Regions from separate parts of the Gossypium arboreum genome. Here region 1 is linked to region 2. A link is a contact called in public Hi-C data. All regions are on one chromosome and are shown on one strand. Each heading gives the region's core, a stretch centred on a gene start, on an enhancer-like site or on the middle of the called end of the contact. The rest is flanking DNA. Distances are from core to core; before and after follow the strand shown. Region 1 holds the start of LOC108450779 (2-methylpropanoate--CoA ligase CCL4-like). Region 2 holds the start of LOC108464583.

The links. Hi-C and Micro-C count contacts between places; a contact is called where the count stands out from the background.
Region 1: a Hi-C map of leaf shows a contact between it and region 2, with 2.2 times the contacts expected there. The contact joins the promoter of LOC108450779 here to the promoter of LOC108464583 in region 2. A contact is called at or near these places in 2 of 5 Hi-C or Micro-C datasets (both in leaf).

The regions. Positions count from the first base shown.
Region 1 is chr10:53,929,971-53,933,536 of ASM2569848v2, forward strand. LOC108450779 (2-methylpropanoate--CoA ligase CCL4-like) reads right to left here and starts at 2,207. Exons shown (of 1, transcript XM_017748544.2): 1 at 77-2,207. The coding sequence starts at 1,945. The coding sequence ends at 281.
Region 2 is chr10:53,290,152-53,293,667 of ASM2569848v2, forward strand. It overlaps LOC108464583, which reads right to left and starts at 2,036. Exons shown (of 18, transcript XM_017764948.2): 1 at 1,597-2,036; 2 at 598-708; 3 at 424-480; 4 at 193-269; 5 at 13-112. The coding sequence starts at 1,677.

The DNA of each region.
Region 1 (3,566 bases), core at 957-3,456, 640 kb after region 2:
TATTGCATTCAAGAATATAAAATAATTTCCATCTTGTAGTGTTGGAGGTTAGCCAAACAATACACATGAGATAGCATTTCCAAATCTGAAATACGAACATATTATTCAACTACTATTAGTTAAATCCGGCATTTCTCATTTACTAACTAGTTTTGAGCCAATCATATAAATTGCTTACATAATACATAGTTTATTGTTTTTAACTAGTTTTGATCGAAACGACAAGCCAATCTTTACCTTGCTGACACAGACAATCATGCAAAACGCGATTCGACTCAGTTCACATTCTACTCACCCGAGTGGAAGATGAACCCATTCCCTTTGCAATTTCCCTCAGAACGAACTTGAGAATCTTCCCGGTTGAAGTCTTGGGTAATTCATCCTTAAACACCACCGTTTTGGGCACCATGTAGTGTGGCAACTTAGCTCTACAGTACTCCATAATCTCAATCTCACTGGGTTTCCGAGTTAACTCAGCTTTCAAGCTCACAAAAGCACAAGGAGTCTCTCCCCAATACTCATCCGGCCTAGCCACCACCGCCGCTTCATTGATTGCTGGGTGAGTGTACAAAATGGATTCAACTTCAACACTACTCAGATTCTCCCCGCCGCTAATTATAACATCCTTTGAACGATCTTTGATTTCCATATATCCATCAGGGTGGATCACCCCAACATCTCCGGTGTAAAACCAGCCGTCTTCTTTCAAGCAATTGGATGTGGCATTTGGGTCCTTTAGATACCCCAACATGATAGAAGGACCTCTCAAAACGATTTCCCCAAGGCTTGACCCGTCTCGCTTTACACTCAGTCCTGACTCGGGATCCACTATGTCCGCTTCCGTCACAGTCAGAGTTCTCACTCCTTGTCTCGCTTTCAGCCTCGCCCTCTCCGCCAATGGAAACTTGTTCCATTCCCTTTTCCAAGCACAAGAAACAACCAGTCCTCCCGTTTCGGTTAACCCGTACCCGTGACTCACTATGAAACCGAGTGACTCGGTCCTGGAAAGAACCGCTGCTGGCGGTGGAGCTCCAGCGGTGAGGATTTGGACTGGATTTTGGAGTGGTTTAGTTTCAGGAGAATTTGATAACATGTTAAGCACCACGGGGGCTCCACACATATGAGTGACGCCATGTTTTCTGATCAAATTATAGATGATTGGGGCGTCGAATTTTCGAACGCAAATATTAGTTCCACCGACGGCAGCCATCCCCCAAGTGAAACTCCACCCATTAGCATGAAACATTGGGAGTGTCCATAAATAAACAGGTTGTTTTGGAACTTCCCAATCGATTAAAGAATCAACGGTGATGGTGAAAACTGCCCTGTGGCAATGAACCACTCCTTTAGGAGACGAGGTGGTACCTGATGTATAGTTCAAAACAATCGGATTCCACTCACTTTCAGGCCGAATCCACTTGAAACCAGGGTTGCCTTTCACCACCAGACTCTCATACGTGCAACAGAAGCGAGAGTCAAGTGTGGAACTCACACCATCATCCTCATCATCTTTGATTAAGACCAGAAGTGGGGGGGTTTCGTTGGGAGGAAACAAAGAGATGGCTTCCAAGGCCAGAGACTGAGAAAGGGTATCGACAAAGAGGAGCTTTGATTCACCGTGACATAGGAGGATGGAGACAGTGCGGGCATCAAGGCGGGTGTTGATGCTGTTTAGGACAGCACCAGACATGGGAACAGCGAAATGAAGCTCGTACATTGCTGGGATGTTGGGGGCTAAAACGGAAACGACGTGGCCGGTTTTGATGCCGGTAGAGGAGAGGGAAGAAGCTAACTGGAGACATCGCCGGTGGGTTTCAGACCAAGTGTAGGAAGTATTATTGTAGATGATGGAGGTGCAATCACCGTACACTGTGGCTGCTCTGTCTAAGAAGCCTAGTGGGGTGAGAGGGGAAGAATTTGTGGGCCTTGACTTTAGCTCTTCCATTAATTTTCCTCCTTGAAACGCAGGTGGTTTGGTTTTTTTTTTTTTCCTTATAACCTTTTAGAGGTGCGTTTTGTGGGTGTGTAACGATAGAGATTCAATAGTTACAAGTAAACACAAATTAAATTTTGAACAACATAAACGGAACACAGATTAGATTTGATTGTTCAAACAGAAAAACAAGGGAAGAAACAGGCGACTAATTAAAGCTCCTCCTGTGTGGTGTTCTAAAGTGAGTCTCGAAGTCAAAGGATCTCGGTATTTGTATAGCTTATCAGTGATTGAAAATGTCTAATCATGAATGCATCCCTCTATTTTACTGAAATTGACATTTTAGCCCTCTTTTTATATAATTACATAAGGGGAATGAGGTTACTTCAGATCAAGCCTAAACTCTTATATTTATAACATAATATTTTTTCCATTGGGTTAAGAGGTTGTTGACTTAATTCTTATATTTTAATTTGCTTTACAAAAACTAATAATTTAGTCTCATTAGGTAACACTATTACACATTGCCTTTGAATTGTTAATCTTAAAATCATCTATTTTTGTAATTCATATGCACAAAATAATTAAAATCAATAATTCAACAATCTATATCGAGCAAATTAGCAAAAAAATAGTGGTTCAACTTCATGTATTTACCAACAACTAGACTAATTTTTTAGTTTTCGTAAAGTACAAAGCTCAAATTTTGACAAATTAAAATAGTGGGACTAACTTATTAATTTTAATAAAATAAAAGGATAGAATTCATAATTGGACCATTCTTTGAAAGTAAGATATTGAAGCAAAGGAGGAAAATATCCTACATGGCATATCTAAAATGATAACAAATGACATCTGTAGTTGGTTGACACATCATTAATTTTGATATTAAAATAGTAATAGGACCCACTATTATGCATAATATTTACCATAATTAAGTTAATATGTATTATTAGTTAGAACCTACATTAATGTTTAAACATATTTAGTAAATAGTTAATTACTTGATATAGTTTTACCATAATTTGTTTATCTAATATAAATTCACCATAATCAATTAATATATATTAACCATAATTAGTTCACATAATATAATTAATCATAATTACTTAATATACATTTACTATAATTAGTTTACATATTTACAATAATATACATTTGTGTATCACATTTAATAATAGCTACATAAAATTGAAAAATTATATATATTTTGTGATAAAGAAGAATTAAAAAAAACAAATTACATTACAAAACGCAATCCCTCAAACGGGAGACTTCAAAAACTTGTAATCATTGACTATCCAAGTGAACCAATTTGAACAGTCAATTAGCTTCTTAGTTCTCTTCTCTAAGGAAATGGCAAATACTCTAATGTTGAATTCGAGAAAACAACTGAATAATCCTCCTAATCAAAGCAAAGTTAGACCCTCCTGTAAATCCCTCCTTTAAGGTATTGGCCACTTCAAGGCTATCTGTCTGAACCATTATATTATCATATCCTCGATCAACTAAGATGCCTAAGCCATCTAAGATGCCTCACAATTCAGCCTCGAACACTGAACAACTCCCGAAGAATCTGTTAAAGCCAAAGATCCACTTCTCATTTCGGTCTCGCACAATTCATCCTACTGAA
Region 2 (3,516 bases), core at 786-3,285:
GCAGAGCTTTACAGAAAATTGATTAGCCATAACAGGTGAAATGTTGCAAGTTCCAGGGACAATTTGCCATTGCCTGAACTCACCTCTGAAACCCCTGGATATACTGCCACTCCTGCAACATGATTTGCCACCATTAGAGTACATGAAAAGTTCCAGCACTAAGAACTGAATGTAGCTAACCAGATTAAATACCCCATCCCTCCCAGTGGAACTCCTTGAGATGCAGATGGCTTACAACTTTCTCGGGTGAAAGGGTCAATGGGTGCTTTCTGCACATAATCATGCGATAATATAAAAAAGAAAAACTCAGAAAACATCTTCATCCTGCAGTTGTGCTATCTAGGAAATAATAACCTATTTCTAGAGACTAAAAGGTGGAAAGAATATCAAATGAGTGTAAACTGAATTAAACAAGAGAATTACCCTTCCATGAGAAGCCTCTTCCCTGACATAGGACCATAGACGTATGCCTAATCGCACCTAAGATTTCAAAATTACCAGACCAAGGTAACCAGCACAGGATATCAAGCATACTTGCTATACAGAATTAGTTATCTCTTATCTGGAATCAGTCAAGCAGGGTCTTCTATCACTTACCATCTGTATTGCTTCCATAAATGTAACACTGAATTCTTTAAGAATATTAGCATGGCTGTTTAACCTTCTTCTCCAAGCTTGTTTTGGTGGGGCAGCACTATCAAAATTAAACTATAGAGAACCAAACCAAAAAATCACTAAAATCAGTACAGAAGAAAGCTTAAATTAATCTGAAAAAAAGAAACCACGATTATCATGTCAAATAGAATAGTTCTCATATAAAAGAAATGTGGCAGTGAAACCCAAAATTAAATCAAAATGTCACTTTTAGTCCTTTTATTCAGTCATATGTATGCAGACGGAATATTGTCATATTGCTGATTTAAGATTATCAGATATGAAATAATATCATGAAGACCCAACTCCATTAATTTGAGACGAATCACTATCAATCTCTTCCCTACAGTTGAAACGAATACTGAAATGATTCTAAGTGGCATCAAGTTCAAAACGTTTTTTCTTACTTCAAACAATTTACAGGTTTTTGACCAGACACCAGCCGCAAAAATCAACTAATCGTATGTATGGCATGAATCGTATCAGGCCAGCGATCCTTTTTTTTTTTTTCCTGAATTTTGACGAGACGCAAGCTCGCAGGCAAGCTCTCAGTAATGGTAAATACAAAGAAAAAGGATCATTTCCAAATATTTAAGTAAAAAATTAATTAAATAGTTCCTAAGGCATGCCTTATATGCTATCTACAAAATCACGCGCAATGATTTAATTAAATAAGAGGCAGAAAATATACAAAATAAATAGTTCAAATTTCCTACAAAATGAATTTGAAACCTTATTACTTTAGGATAGAACTAATTCTGTGGAAAAACAACCTTGCTCCTCTTAACTTTTAGACTAATACTATTTTTTTTCCTCCGCTTTTACACATTTTCTCAGGAACCAAACAGAACGAAATCAACTTATAAAAAAAGAACGCCATAATCAACAAAGTTATTCCCGTTAATATTAAGGAAAAAAAAAGAGGCAAAACAAAAAACTGACCAATTGTAAAGTATTACGGCTGACATATTCTTCAGGCGGCCATGAATTCTTTTTAGAATGAAATAAGTTTCCAGTAACCATGTTGACTAATCAAAATTCAAATTTCCACTCCAATAATGTCCTTTCCCAAATTCATGCGATCAACAAAAGAGAAAGAAAAATAAATAAATGCAAAAGAACTTGGAAGAAAAAGCCTCCTATACTCTAAAGATCTCTTATTTATATTTAAAAAAAAAAAGAATAGAAAAGGAAAGGAAATGCTAAATCAGAGAATCGCGGGATCAGATATGTAGGGGTACTTTAGATTTCCGTGTAGAAAAACTGGAGAAGCGTTAAGCATTCGTGGCGGCTTTTTTGGGATATAAAAATGGAAAAAGAAGAGAAATAAAAATTTAAAATAAAAGAAAGAGAGAGAATGAAGGGGGGACGGGTGGAGCCGTAGTGTTGGCGCGTGGAAGATCCCTTTGGACTTTGGAGCCTTGTCAGCTCTCATGGATCGCCAGGTGGGTGTCAATGTCACAATAAAGTCCAATTTCTTTCATTTTTTATTTATTTGTTAATATCATATTTCATCCAAGTTCAAAATACAATAATAATGTTAGGTTCAAATTTTGGTTTATTATCAACTCGTAATTAAAACATTATTAAAATTATTACTAAAAACATATTTTTATAATAATATAATTTATTTTTAAATAGAAATATTTTAATAATTTTTCAATTTAGTTATATACATTAGTATTTTTTTTATCGGAGTATGTACATACACCAATTGGATTAAAAGCTTAAGATAAGTATAGATGTTGATAACTTGATTCTTAGCCAAGTGTTGTATTTTCAAAACATATAAATTAAAAACAACAAATATTTTTAAAATTTTATTAATTAAATTTTTTGAAAATGTGAAAAATTTTGAAATTTTAATTTTCCTAAAAGGAAAAAGAACAGGTAAAAGGGCGATGCGTGATAGCTGCCTCCAATGGGTGAGGATGTGGGGTCATCTTTCTTTTTGGTCTTAAAAAGAATATCGTGGAGTATTTTTCTAATTAAAATTAAAAAAGAAAACAAAAGTAAAAATAAGAAAATTTTTATTTGATTATTTGCTAATTTAGTGGGCGGTGCGAACTTGAGATAATATGCGGTTGTGTCGTGTGGTGTTTGTCTGGACCGCATCGCATAGCGTCCCACGCAGTGAGCAACTAACTAATTTTACTGTTTTTCCATTTTCCATACCACCTGCTCACGAGACAAATAACAAGATCCACTTGCTTGTTCATATGTTACTAATAACTTGAAAAGAATAAACTATGCTATTAATCATTAAATTATAGGTAAGTTTTTATTTTGGTCACTTAATAAAAAAGGTTATAATTTGATCACTGGACTATTCAAAAGTTTTCATTTAAATCACTATACTATTAAAATCAATGTTATATGATTTTTTTTTGTTCATACTATCTGCACCAATAGAAAGCTCTTTTTCCTCTTCTCTTTTATAGTTCAATTTGTTTTTTTTTTATGAAACAATTTTGGAAGCCACAATTTGCGAACTAAAATTCAAATAACTTTTTTTCTTTAATCTTTGACATTGACCATCAAATCAACTTGGATCTAAGGTATGTGCTACTCGTCGATAGGTACTGATCCACTATATCAATCATCGAATCGTCGCTTGGAGCTCGCTGGCGAAACTTTTTTGAAAAAAAAAATAATCTAGTGACTTAAATAAAAACTTTCGAATAGTTCAATGATCAAATTGTAACTTTCTTTAGTTAAGTGACCAAAATGAAAATTTACCCATAGTTTAGTGACTAATAGTGTAGTTTACCCATAAGTTGAAGAGTTAATTGCATTAGACATCATTAAATTATACTTTCATTCTAAATTGATCTTTAAACTTTAAAACATTCTAAGGGCATA